Regions from separate parts of the Mus musculus genome. Here region 2 is linked to region 1. The links are chromatin contacts, called in public promoter capture Hi-C maps. All regions are on one chromosome and are shown on one strand. The core of a region is the stretch at or near the end of the contact, and the rest is flanking DNA. Distances in the headings are between cores, read along the strand shown. Region 1 holds the start of 4933422A05Rik (RIKEN cDNA 4933422A05 gene). Region 2 holds the start of Pate1 (prostate and testis expressed 1).

What was found. Promoter capture Hi-C pulls out the DNA fragments that hold promoters and counts their contacts.
Region 2: a promoter capture Hi-C map of the C10 cell line shows a contact between it and region 1. The contact joins the promoter of Pate1 here to the promoter of 4933422A05Rik in region 1. A contact is called at or near these places in 6 of 39 promoter capture datasets (the 3T3-L1 cell line, the C10 cell line, HPC-7-derived erythroid cells and 2 more).

What each region holds. Positions count from the first base shown.
Region 1 is chr9:35,277,661-35,284,365 of GRCm38.p6, reverse strand. It overlaps 4933422A05Rik (RIKEN cDNA 4933422A05 gene), which reads right to left and starts at 3,261. Exons shown (of 5, transcript NR_040715.1): 1 at 3,160-3,261; 2 at 1,769-1,829; 3 at 651-1,008. It also overlaps the pseudogene Gm5614.
Region 2 is chr9:35,683,822-35,690,526 of GRCm38.p6, reverse strand. Pate1 (prostate and testis expressed 1) reads left to right here and starts at 3,156. Exons shown (of 5, transcript NM_001199953.1): 1 at 3,156-3,207; 2 at 3,499-3,534; 3 at 4,161-4,193; 4 at 4,441-4,563; 5 at 5,304-5,448. The coding sequence starts at 3,156. The coding sequence ends at 5,437.

The DNA.
Region 1 (6,705 bases), core at 2,012-4,511:
AAGTTAGGTTCCTAGCACCCTGGTCAGGCAGCTTGTAACTGTTAACTAACTCCAGGAGATCTTAAACCTGGCTTCTACGAGCACCCATACTCATGAGACGTATATTTGAACACACACACACAAATTAAGACAGAGAAAGGGTTGGCTCCTAGTGGTAACTCCCACCCCCTACCCCATATCTGTCCTATCTCCTTCCCCACCTCTCTCTCTACCAGTGAGGGTGGAGGTCCTCTCTAGTTGGTGATTCCCTTGCAACTGCTGGTGTGCGATCAGGCCTAGTAGGTGCCTGTTAGAAGCAGAGGTAAAGGATTGCAGTGTCCAAGACAGCACCCCCTCCATACACGGCGATGCTCCACTTCCCAGGGGAAACTGTCTTCTCTGGTTCTAAGACTTGGGTATTTCCTGCATAAAATGCTCACTGTGAACCACTTATGCCCACTGTAACAGGCAGGTGGGTCTGGCTACCATGCACGACCACGCACTGGTGTTAGAACCAGGAATCCCACAATGCTGCCTAGTGCAATCCCGAGGCGGGGGTGGAGGAATCTGGTCACAGAGAATCAAGAGATGAAAGGGGTGATGAAGACAGACTGGCGTCTTCCACAGAAGCCCCCCTCACCTCCTGCTCCCTCCCTGACCTTGTGGCTCACATCAAAGCGCGGACCTCTTCCCACAGTCTGAACTGTCCAGGTCATCACTCCTGGCTCCTTGATGCCGCTGATGGACAGGTGGTAATAGCTCCCAGAGTGCTGAAAGGGGCGCAGACTTCAGGTCAGAGTCAGCCTCTGCTTGGCTCTGTGCTGGGGGAAGCTGCTGTCCAACTCCTGGGTTTCCGGTGCATTCTCTGGGTGCCCTGGGGCCATCTGACCAGCTGCAGAAGAGAAAGCACCCGTAGCACTGAACCCAGGGGTCAAAGGTCTGCAGAGGCAGAAGTTGGGAGGTGCAAAGACCTGAAGAGCTGAGGATCCGTAAGTTCCTGTCAGACTGGCATTTAGAGCAACAAAGATCCTGTGGAGAGAAGCACAGGAGGCAGGCCTGCCTGGAGGGCCTTCCTCACCCAGCAAGCAATGCAAAAGGAGGGAGTGGGCCTCTTTTCCTATTCACTTCCTCACCCAAAACCCATCCTTAGATCAGGACCTTCCAAACTCATCACCTTTATTTTCTCTTGGCTATTTACTAGATGACAAACTAATAATTTGTCTGTATAATATTAATGAGTCAAGATCATACTTACCTACCAACTAGTACATGTGACTGAGGGACAAGGCAAGTTGTTAGACCCTGAGCCCTAGTTAACTAGCCAAGAGCTAGAGACCAGACCGGGATCTCTGGCTTAAGCTGTTGTAGCCCTGCGGTGAGCACACATTCCTGCCAGGCCTCTTGTTAGTTGAGACCAGCTGGATCAAACTCTCCATTTTTCATATCATGAACCTCTTATCGCTGAGTCTGAATCGAATTCTATTTCACATCCTCCCCAGCAACCCAAAGCATGGCCTCTCCCTACGAATTTCACCCCTTCACCGTGGAACAGAAAAGTCAGGCTCAAGCTAGCCAAGAAAACAATAACAGAGGAACAAGAGTCACAGCACTGGAGTGGCCAAAGTCAAGTTCATCAAGAGGGCAAGAAAGACAAAGAATGATTTGTGGAGGATATTTGGTATTTGGTTAAAACCTATTCCCACTTTTGGGGAAGTGGAAATAAGAAATAGGCAAAATATGGGGCACTACTGCCATCTGGTGGCAGTATCAGACAATTCACTTCACTTACACTGTCATCATAAAATGAAATCTTGCCCCATGACGTTGTTTATAATTCAATCCACTGTAACCTTCAAACAAAACGAAAGAAAATTTTGTCACAACAACACCACGAGGTAATAAGATTCTCCCCACAAGTGGCTTTAGGACGATCAGCTGCCTGGCTAGACTCCCTCTTTACCCCATACATGGAAATGAGCTCAAAAGGTCTGGGAGACTTACAAGTGCTGATGGTAGACAGTCTCAAAGCTTTAAGGACAAGTATCTATGGTTTGTGTTAGTTAGTAGTTGCTGAGAAAAAGAAGAGTTGACAAAATAAACTCATCCACACAGGAACACCTTCATATTACAAGGTGTGGTGGTTTGAAGATGCTTGGCCCAGGGAGTGGCAGCCACTATTAGGCATGGCCTTGTTGGAGGAAGTGTAGGGGTGGGCTTTGAGACCCTCATCCTTGCTGCTTGGAAGACAATCTGATGCTTTCTAGGAGTGGTGGATCTGAAGGAGAAGGGAGGTGGGATGGAGGGACTGGGAGGAGAAGAGGAAGGGGAAACTATGGCTGAGATGTTATATATGAGAGAAGAGTAAGAAAAAAGGATATGAGAGTGGAAAGACAGAACTGTTGGGAGTGAGAAGTAAATAAAAGAAGGGGATGCTGGGAGAACATGATCAAAATATCTTACATTCATGTATGAAATGAATAAATTTAAAATATTGTAAAATAAAAGAAAGGATGAAGCTTCCTGTCCCGGCCGCCATCGGAGAGCAGCAGCCATGGCTCTGTGCTACCCCATGGCCGTGGGCCTCAACAAGGGCCACAAGGTGACAAAAAATGTCAGTAAGCCGAGACACAGCCGGCGACGTGGGCGCCCCACCATACACACCAAGTTCGTGCAGGACATGATCCGGGAGGTGTGCGGCTTCGCGCCCTACAAGCGGCGAGCCATGGAGTTGCTCAAAGTGTCCAAGGACAAGCGCGCACTCAAGTTCATCAAGAAGAGAGTGGGCACGCACATCCGCGCCAAGAGAAAGCGGGAGGAGCTGAGCAACGTGCTGGCAGCCATGAGGAAGTTGGCGGCCAAGAAGAATTGATGAGCCCTCCCCCAATAAAAGATGGTTCCTACAAAAAAAAAAAAAAAAAAAAGATGAAAAGGGGGAAAGCAGGGCTGAAGAGATGGCTCGGTGATTAAGAGTACTGATTGTTGTTCCAGAGGTCCTGAGTTCAATTCCCAGAAACCATAGGGTGGCTCACTACCATCTATAATCATTGCTGGTGAGAATATATATTAGTGCATTCAGAGTGGAAATCAAATCAACATGGATGTTCCTCAAAAAAAAAAAAAAAAATAGGGTGCTGGAAAGATACCCAAGGGTTAAGAGCATTAGCTGTCCTTCTACATGACCTAGGTTCAATTCCAGTCTGCATGTGAGAGACCAAATCGTTTGGGTTCAGACTCCATCTTAGAAAACCTAACCTAAGGTTGAACGTGAGTTATTAACCAACTGGCACCTAGCACCAGTTTCCAGGTTACCAGATTCCAACCCCACCCCCACCCCCTTCCACAAGACCTGTGCCTAGTACCAGTTTCCAAGTTATTCCCCAACAAATCTGTTTCTCCAGATTAAAAGCCTGCCCCTAACAAACACCTCACTTCTTAGCAACCACCAAACAGGAAGAAAACAGAAGTTAAGTTTATGATTTGGTTCCCAGTACCAGCCAATTATGTTAAAGGTTATAATGGCTCCCCAGTCAGATAGTCCCTTCTTGCTTCTATCATGCTTGCCTAAAACTAGGCTCAGGGCTCCACCTTCCTACTGTGCAAGGGATGCCTGGGAGCCCAAGCTCCAGCTTGAATAAGGAGACGCTAATGCAACTGCATTGGATTCAGCTCCTTGGTGATCTTTCGGGGGTTCACAAATGTTTCCTGGCATACATAACACATGATGTGAGAGAGCTATAGCGGAGCTTCAAGAGCATCATGCCCATGGCAGAGACACATGGGGATCTAGAGCTCAGAGAAACCAAGGAAAAAGACCAACTGTCATCAGCACACAGGAGGAGGGTGCCAAGCTCACCTGGATCTGCAGGTGAAAGTGGAGCTCAGCAGGGTGTCTGCCCAGAACCCTTCTAAAAGCCTGGATGTCAATCAAATGAGAAGGCATAGAAGGAGCTCTTGAAGCCCTGAGCAGGAGACCCAGTTATCAGATGTAAAGACACATGTAGTTTGAAGGCTGAAAATGGATTTGTGGGCTTAGGTAGAACATTCCCAGGCTGAAAAAAATCCCACATACCCAAGAGGCAAGTTACTGCTCTCAGAGTGGGCTTCGGGTGAGCCACCTGCCCCTCCAGACTCTGCAGTACTTCTCAGAGGCACAGATACATATCTCATAGAAGGCTAACAACAAAGCTGTACTTGGGCAGCTTTTTGGCATTTCCCATCACAAGTTCTCATTTTTAAATTATGTGCATGTATGACTTTAAGGGGGAAGAAAAGAGGGGGACACCATCTTCACACACTAGTTACATGATGTAACTGCTGTTGATCAACATTCTAACCCGGTGAAGTTCATGTTAGGCATGGCACAGGTTCCTCCAGTTTCTCAAACCATGCTAACAGATCCTCTTACTGTATCTGTGACAATTACAGATGTCACCTTATACAGCAAGACCCACTGCTTAAGCAGGCCAACCCAGCAAGGATCTGATAAATATTTAAACCCTTTCTAAGGTATAAGAGAACACAGAAAAGGGACTTCGTTGTTTTCCCTGCCTCAAACACTGCTGTGAAGAGAAGCTCCAACAGGGAAGTCCAGTTCTCTCTAGAAGATAGGCACAGCCTTGGTATGCCCTACATCCAGGCTGGCCTTTGGGCTGCTGCCTGGCTCCTGGGAGGTAGCAGTGCCTGAGAGTTCTCCAAGCACCTACCAGGTCATGGCCCACCCCATTGGCCATTTGGGTTTCTGAATCAAAGCCAATTAGTGGTATTTTCTAGGTGTCAAATTCTTGTCCCTGTGTCTTTCAATTTGAATCAATCGAGCCTCGGATAACCCTCATTGGCTACCATACTGACACTGTGCAAAGCTTGTCCCTGTATCTTGAGAAGCACAGATAATGGCAAACAAACAACGTGTGTAGCCTGCTGCCAAACTCAGACACCATGATTTTAGATGATCAAGTGTTGCTAAACCTTTTCCTCTTTGCCGATAGGAAACGTGTCTAATGAGCTGAAGACAGGGGCAAGAAAGATTTATTCAGATTGCCAGCCAAAGGAGATGATGCCAGGCTGTCTCCAATAAAGATCATCTTAGCTTATTATGGTTTGAGCCCTTTCATCCCTAAGCAAGGGGCAAGAACTGGAGCTTATGTTGAGAAACTTCTAGCTGCCACTTCAGGGATCTCCAATGGGACTATCCTGACAGTTGCTATGCAGGTAGCCATAAATATGTACTGCCTCCATAAATACTAAAAACATCATAGCGACTCTTATTTTGGATAGAAGCAATCCATTGGCCTTAGAAGCCAAAACTTTCCTGCCAGCCATTCAAGATAGAAAGAGAAAAGTTTCAGACTCCCAGTCCTGGACAAACATTTTCTTAAGTGATGGGCATGTCTGCATGCTGAGCTGAGCTGAGCAGACATCTGGCCCCAAAAGCAAGCAGATTCACTATAAAGAAAGAGATGCCAAGCCTTTAATCATCCAAGCCATCCACTGACATGTGTCTAAATGGTCATTGCTGTCAGCAGGAAAGCCTTCACTTCTCTAAAAGATAACTTAGGCAACCATTGCTATAACCCACATCAAGGTGACACCTATATCAAAACTAGTGCCTGACTAACAATATATTGCTCAGCTACCTGGCCACATTTAGTGATTTTTACAACCCATTAAAGCCAAGTCTGAGGAGCATTTTCTCGATTAAATGTCCTCTGCAGGCAAGCTGTGTCACCCCCGGGCAAGTGGCCCTGGATTGCACAAGCGAGCACACTGAGCAAAGCCATGGGGAGGAACCCTGTAAGAATGATTTCTCTGCTTCAGTTTCTGCCTCCAGGTTCCTGCCTTAGTTTTCCTCAATGATACACTGTAAGCTATGAAACGAAATAAACCCTTTATCTCCAAGTTGTTGTTTTTGGTCATGGTGCTTATCATAAAAACAAAAAAAGCAAACTAAGACATACTCTGAGTAAAAGACTATCTTTTAGATTTTTAAAAAATAAAAATTAATGTTGTATAAGAGAATCATGCTCTCTGCCTCCAAATTCATGTATTAAAGTCCTGTGGTGTTCTGAATGAGAAATGTCCCGGATTGGATAGGTTTGGGTGTCTGAACACTTGTCTCCCAGTTGACGGCACTGTTTGGAGTGATGGTGTAGCCTTGCTGTAGGAAAGCACACCCCAGGAGCAGGTTTTCAGTGTTCATAGTCTCAACCCACGTTCAGTTCCTTTCTCTGCTTCATGCTTATGGTTAAAGATGGGATTTCTCAGCTTCCTGCTCCAGCTGCCTGCTGCAGTGCTGCCTGCAAGCTGGAGAGGAAAGGGCTTATTCAGCTTACACTTTCACACACTGTTTGAAGGAAGTCAGCATAGGAACTGAAACAGGGCAGGATCCTGGAGTCAGAGTTGATGCAGAGGCCATGGAGGAATGCTACCTTACTGGCTTGCTCCCCTTGGTTTCCCAGCCTGCTCTCTTCTAGAACCCAGGGGTGGCCTCACCCACAATGGGATGAGAAAATACCTTACAGCTGGATCTTATGGAGGCGTTTTCTCAATCGAGTGCCGTGAGACCCTGTATAAGAAATAAAAAATGAAAATTTGAAAGCTAACGGACAAAAGCAGTGTGACCTTCATGATGACACTTCATGGTGACACTCAGCAGGATAGCCAATGCGGCAAGTTCTGAGGTTGTGCCAACCTAGGCAGTGATCTTCCTCTGAACATCAGGGAGCTAGT
Region 2 (6,705 bases), core at 1,907-4,406, 410 kb before region 1:
TAAAAATGAGTATTATAAAAGTTGTTTGATATAAAACAGTCAATTGAACAGTCTTATGTAGATGTTTGTCTACAGCAATACTGAAAATAGATACGTTTTTCTCAATATAAATTTCAAATAACTCCAAATATATTAACTGTATGATATTTTAAAATAATATATCACTATTAGTATTTTTAATGAATGTAAATAAAGTCTTTTGTTTGTTGGTATGTTTGTTTTATTTTTAGAAGAGCTTAAAGTCTTCCCTCTTACTGTGGTACAAGCACAAAATAAGAACAGATTTTGGACATTGGAGTTCAATGTAATGAGGCTATATTTGATTGTCCCTCACATCACCAAAGGATTTTTACCTCCATGGTAGATAAGCTAAAAGCTGACAGTTCTGCTGCGCCAAGGAATGAACTGTAGGCAAGATTCTTGGGTACAGATTTCCTGCTATGGTCAAAACTTCTTGAATTGAGTGATTGCTGTCATTCTCAACCCGCAAGGAACAGGTTACATTCATTTAAGAAATGGTGTGTGTAGTACGATGATCAATCCGTGAAGTCATTCATCAAATGTTTCATTGAACAATGGTTCTGCTTGGAGGGTGGCACAGACATTAGATGAGAGTAAGATTCTGGCTCATTGGCTGTGATGGTTTTGAAAAGCATTTATCTCAGACTAAGAGTAACTTATAAAGTTCTCTTCTTCAAAATTGATACAATAATTATAAATATCAAGCAAAGCCTTCAGTCTCACTCTTTGCTGTTCTTTCTCTTACAAGCCACCTCTCAAATTAATAGTCTACATTTCTTTTGGCTGTATAAATAATTTTTAAACATGCAAGCTGTTCTGAAAACCATAGTATAGTGAAAAAACATCAAATAAACAATCCTACTGAGAGAGAGGCTGAGATAGAGAAGCATGATTTCAAGACCATTTTGTGGCACACAGAAAGACCCTGTCATGTACAAACAAGCATAAAGTTTATATGGATTGTACAATTCCGGACATTTACCAAATTACCAAATTAGAGCAACCACAGGATGACAGCCAACAAATTTCTAATTCCTCATATTTTTGAATTTCAATTGATTAGGATATGTTGGTAATATTAATTCTCATATTAAGAGATATTAAGGGAAAGTGATTATTACTTCCTGTTAATTTTCTTGTTAGAGGTAGAATTATGTTTGTGTGGGTTTGTTGAAAGATTACTTTCTTGCTTCATCTAGGGTGTAGTTTCACACCTTTGTGTTGGTGTTTTCCATCTATTATCCTTTGTAGGGCTGGATTTGTGGAAAGATATTGTGTAAATTTGATTTTGTCATGGAATATCTCATTTTCTCTGTCTATGGTGATTGGGAGTTTTGCTGAGTATACTAGTATGGGCTGGCATTTGTGTTCTCTTAGCATCTGTATGACATCTGCCCAGGATCTTCTAGCTTTCATACTCTCTGGTGAGAAGTCTGTTTATAAGTCTGATAGGTATACCTTTATATGTTAACTTGACCCTTTTCCCTTACTGCTTTTAAAATTCTTTCTGTTTAGTACATTTGGTTTTTTGATTATTATGTGACAGGAGGAATTTCTTTTCTGGTCCAATCTATTTTCAGCTCTGTAGGCTTCTTGTATGTTCATGGCCATCTCTTTCTTTAGGTTAGGGAAGTTTTCTTCTATATTTACTGGCCTTTTAAGTTGGGAATCTTCACTCTCTTCTATATATATTATTCTTAAGTTTGGTCTTCTCATTGTGTCCTGAATTTCTGGGATATTTTGGGTTAGGAGCTTTTTGCTTTTTGCGTTTTCTTTCACTATTGTGTCAATGTTTTCTATTGTATCTTCTGCACCTGAGATTCTCTCTTCTATCTCTTGTATTCTGTTAGTGATGCTTGCATCTATGACTTCTGACCTCTTTCCTAAGTTTTCTAACTCCAGGGTTGTCTCCCTTTATAATTTCTTTATTGTTTCTAGTTTCATTTTTAGATCTTGGATGGATTTGTTCCTTTCCTTTGCCTGTTTGATTGTTTTCCTGTAACTCTTTAAGGGATTTTTGTGTTTCCTCTTTAAGGGCTTCTAGCTGTTTACCTATGTTCTCCTGTATTTCTATAAGGGAGTTATTTATGTTCTTCTTAATGTCCTCTATCATCATCATGAGAAGTGATTTTACATCTGAATTTTGCTTTCCTGGTGTGTTGGGGTATCCAGGACTTTCTTTGGTGGGGGAATTAGGTTCTGATAATGCCAAGTAACCTTGGCTTCTGTTGCTTATGTTCTTATGCTTGCCTCCTGCCATCTGGTTATCTATAGTGCTATCTTCCCTGGATATGTCTGTCTGGAGCCTGTCATTCCTGTGATCCTGGTTGTATCAGAACTCCTCTGAGTCAAGCTGTCTCTGTGATCCTGTGATCCTATGATCCTGAGATCCTGGGTGTGTCCGAGCTCCAGGGAAAAAAGCTGCCTTTGGGATCTAGAGATCCTGGTGTTACCAAGCTCCTGGGATCCTGGGATCCCCTGATCCTGGGTGTGTTAGAGCACCTGGGAGAGGAGCCGTCTCAGCGTGTTGTGGGGATGGCTGCAGAGTTTGTGCCCAAGGTCTTCTCAGGGCACCAGACCATACAGACCAAAAGAAACCCGTGCCACTGCTCTGGTGGAGTTCCTGCATGCCTGAGTCCAGCTGGTCCCAGTTACTTCCAGTGTTAGGGGACAGATCTTGTGTCCTCCTCACCTGATTCTCTGAACCTGCGCATGTTAGACTGCCTGGGAGTGAAGCTGCCTCTGGGTGTTGTGGTGCTGCATTCTAATTCTTTTTCTTGTATATTCTCTCAGCTTTTACAAGTGTGTTGGTGTAGGTAACTCTGGTCCCTGCTGATACAATCCTGATCTATTCTGTGTACTTTCACAGAGAGATATAATGACAGGATTACATAGCTGGATATCAAAAATCCTGAGAGACATGATGGAAGAAATCAAGCCCAGGACTTCCCTAGTCAGTCTCTCTTCCACCAAGTTACAAAGAAGACATTAGAGTCACTAGTTTTCCTAGGATCAGGGTACGCCTTTTAATGTCTTCTCAGTGTCCCACCCCTAACTCCTATTGAAGAAACTAGCCTTACCACTGTATAAATAGTGGGACTTCCTGTCCTAACCTGAACCTTTCTGCCTCCAAAATGTGCAAGTCCCAATTACTGAGATGCCTCATCTTTCTGTGCTATTTGAAGGGTGAGTCATGACAATCACCAGTTGGTGAGCTGTGTACAGGATCCAGGAGTGTGTAAGAACTCCCATGATAAAGGCCAGCCTTGGCAGCCCAGCAGAAAAAGCAGCTCCTGTGTGTCATGCTTACCACCCACACACTATCAGGTCACTGGGACACTAACCAAAGCCCTCTTGCTCAACGGAGGAAGTAGATGGTTTGCCAACAGATTGACTGATTCCTAGAAGCTGTGAAGTGGGGGATGACAAATTATATTCACAGAGGGTATGAATTTTACCTTTTTGTTTTTTCAACAGTTTTCTCTGGGTCACTTCCAGGTGATGCTAACAAACGTAAGTAGAAACAGATGTGAGAAAAGGCTATGGAGATGGGAGAATTGAGGCTGAGCAGAGTGCAGTGGGCACTGGCAGCTAAAAGTAGCCCACAAATAGATGGAATTCCCACAATGAGCAGTCTCTTCTGGCAGGATTCAGCCACAGTGGTAGCTGTCTTTAGAGCTAACAAAGAATTAGAGCAGAAACCGATCATCCTGGGGGCAAGAACAAAGGACCAGAGAAGTGGAATGTGGGGTTCACAGAAACCAGATGTTCAAATCTAAGGTAGCAACTTCCTGAATTGCAGAGGTCTGTTCTCACTGTCAGATCCCAGCTGAGACCATCATGGAGGTTTAACTGAAGGAAGAAGCTAAAATTAACGATCATGTGTATCTGTTCCCTTCCTTCTGGTCTATGCTATATCTCTTAGGGGTGAAAAGAAGAATCTCAGAGGCTCTAAAGAAATGGAAAGGATAAAGGAAAAAAGTGGGACAAGACAGCATAAGCTGCTATAGGGTGATTTTTTTAAACCTCAAAAAACTCCAAGATGGAAGGCAAAATGCGTCCTGGGGAAAGAGAGGTGCAAAGGGAGGGTAAATCTTAGGCAGAAGTGCAGACTTGTTCTCCTTCTCTCACCTGAACAGCTGGTAAAGTACTGGTTCATGAAAATAACAATGGTAAGTACAAAAAACACCCTAGCCTGACCATCTTGGCACTGATATGTTTCTCTTTTCCTTGTGCCTTTCCCTTTCTATCCCTGCCCATCTTCTAAGCTGAGGCCTCTGGGACCATAAACTCCTGCCAACCTTTTGGTTTTACTCATTCTAGTGCTTTGATGGGACACTCCCAGCTATAAACAGGCTTCACTCAAAGTGGTGAATGGGCTTTTTCCCAGTAATATCCTTTCTCATGTCTCTCTTTAAGTTGTGGAAATTGTGCAGTGTAGGATGTGCCACCTCAAGTTCCCTGGAGAAAATTGCACCAGAGGAAGAGGAATATGTACTGCAACAGCAGAAGAGGCCTGTATGGCTGGGAAAGTCTTCAAAAGTGAGTCGTGGGATAAAGAAGCAAAGACAGGGAAGAGAAAGCAGGACGTGTGGGCCTTGGGGGTGGGCTTCTGGTTACTGTAGTCAGCCTCACTCCTAAAGTAGCTGGTAAAACCCATGATGCACTATGGTAAAAAAAAAAAAAGAAAGAAAGAAAGAAAGAAATGGTGGTGGATGCTGAAGCAGGAGTGATATTCAAGGCAACACTAAGAATCCTGGAGAGGAACAGGGGTGGGAGTGGGGTCAAATGCAGAAAAGATGGAGATAATACTCACTCTCTGGAGACCAGCTGGTTGGTAATGAAAGCCAATCTCTGTGTATCTGCCCAAGGTTTTGCATGAATGGCTCCAGGCTATGAAAACAGAAGGGCCAGTATCACGAATATGTACTGGTTACATCTCCTTCTGAATAAGATGACATGTGATTTCTCTAGTTTCCTACCTTCTGTGATATCCAAGCATTGGAATTTTACAGTAGAAACTCTCACAGTGGTAATCCTTTGTGCACTTAAGCCTCTCATGTTGACCTTTCTACATCCAGTAAAAAAAAAAAAAAATCCTAAAACTGTTCCATTTCTTTTATTTTGGGTAGCCTCCAACTTCCAATGGCTTCCAACCCTTCACATCTGAATAATGGTGTACAAACTCCACATGGTGATTTTTAGATGCTAATGTGGGTTGGGGAGAAGAGATTTGCAGAATCCTCTTCTGGGCTTGCTGATCTGTCCCTCTTCTTCTTCAGGGGATGGTACCATATGGTTAAATTTCATGGGCTGCTTAAAGAACTGTGCTAATGTGAAAAAAATAAAATGGGGCCCCTATCTGGTGGACTTCAGATGCTGCCGGGGCCAAGACATGTGCAATGAAAATTTTTAAATGCTTCTATCTATCTGTGCTCCAAGATGTGGGTGATGGGATGGCCTCTCCACAATGACCTCCTGAGGACAAGCCTGCAAAAAAGGTCTGCAAACGCGTGATTCTGCCTTCTACATGTCAGAGGGAAAGCACCCTTTTTCTAAAGTCCCTTCCTGTTTTGAAACCAATAAAAAGTGAAAAAATAAAACTTTTTTACCAATATCAGCACATGCTTGGGTTGTTGGTAAACCTAGTAGAGCTAGGTTTAACATTGGATAACAAGGTACTAAGGATGAAAGAAATAATTAAAATTCAAAAAAAATGTCTCCTTCCTTTCCCTTCTTCTATTCTGTGGCAGAATTTTTTATTACCATGTAGTAATTATACATAATAATCAGATTTGCTTTAATGTTTTCACACATGTATATAATGTATTCTGATCATATTCATCTGCTCTCTTTGTCTTCAACTCCACTGATCACCTTCTCAACTACCCTCATCTCTACTTTCATGTCGTGTGTGTGTGTGTGTGTGTGTGTGTGTGTGTGTGTGTGTGTGTAGCTCAATGAGTTTAATCAGAGTTGCTTAGAGGAGCATCTATGAAAGGTTATTTATTTACAGGGATGAAGATATGTCTCTCCTTTCCCCATCAAACACTAATCTTATGAGTCCTCTCGGAAGGGTGGGGCCTTATGAGCCCCTCCCCAGATAAGCACAACTGCCATGAAATCAAGAATTCATTAGTCAGATTATTCCCAGAAAACAGAACTTCCCTGCACTCCACCCCAACCATGAGCCCTTCCAGCCTTCCCATACTCTCTTCTGCCATGTTCCCTGAGCCTTGGAAGTGGTGATACAGATATTCTACTCATGGCTTTCTTATGACAAGTTATGAGTCTCTGTAGCTACTACTCAACACTGCAAGAAGCTTTTCTAACAAAAGCAGGCAGCAACACTGGTTTAGAGAGACAAACACAGTTATTTAGAAGGCAAGCTGACAGGTCCATTTACCATGTCCATCATGTCCATTTACCAGACCAGTGGTTATAGCTTTCCCACTAAAGTCTATAACCAGTGTAGCTAAAGATTTATTAATTCTTTATCTTGTTTTTCTCCCTGCTTCTTATTCCACCTCAACTAAAGTATGCACCACTGACATCCTGAAAAGAGATGTGTATGTTGAAAAAGAAAATGGGTAATTGGGCTTTTCTTCATTTTGTTCATGGATGCTTCTGCCAGGATGAGAAAGGGTTAGGGTGTGGAAAGACCTTTAGTAGAGATACAAAGAG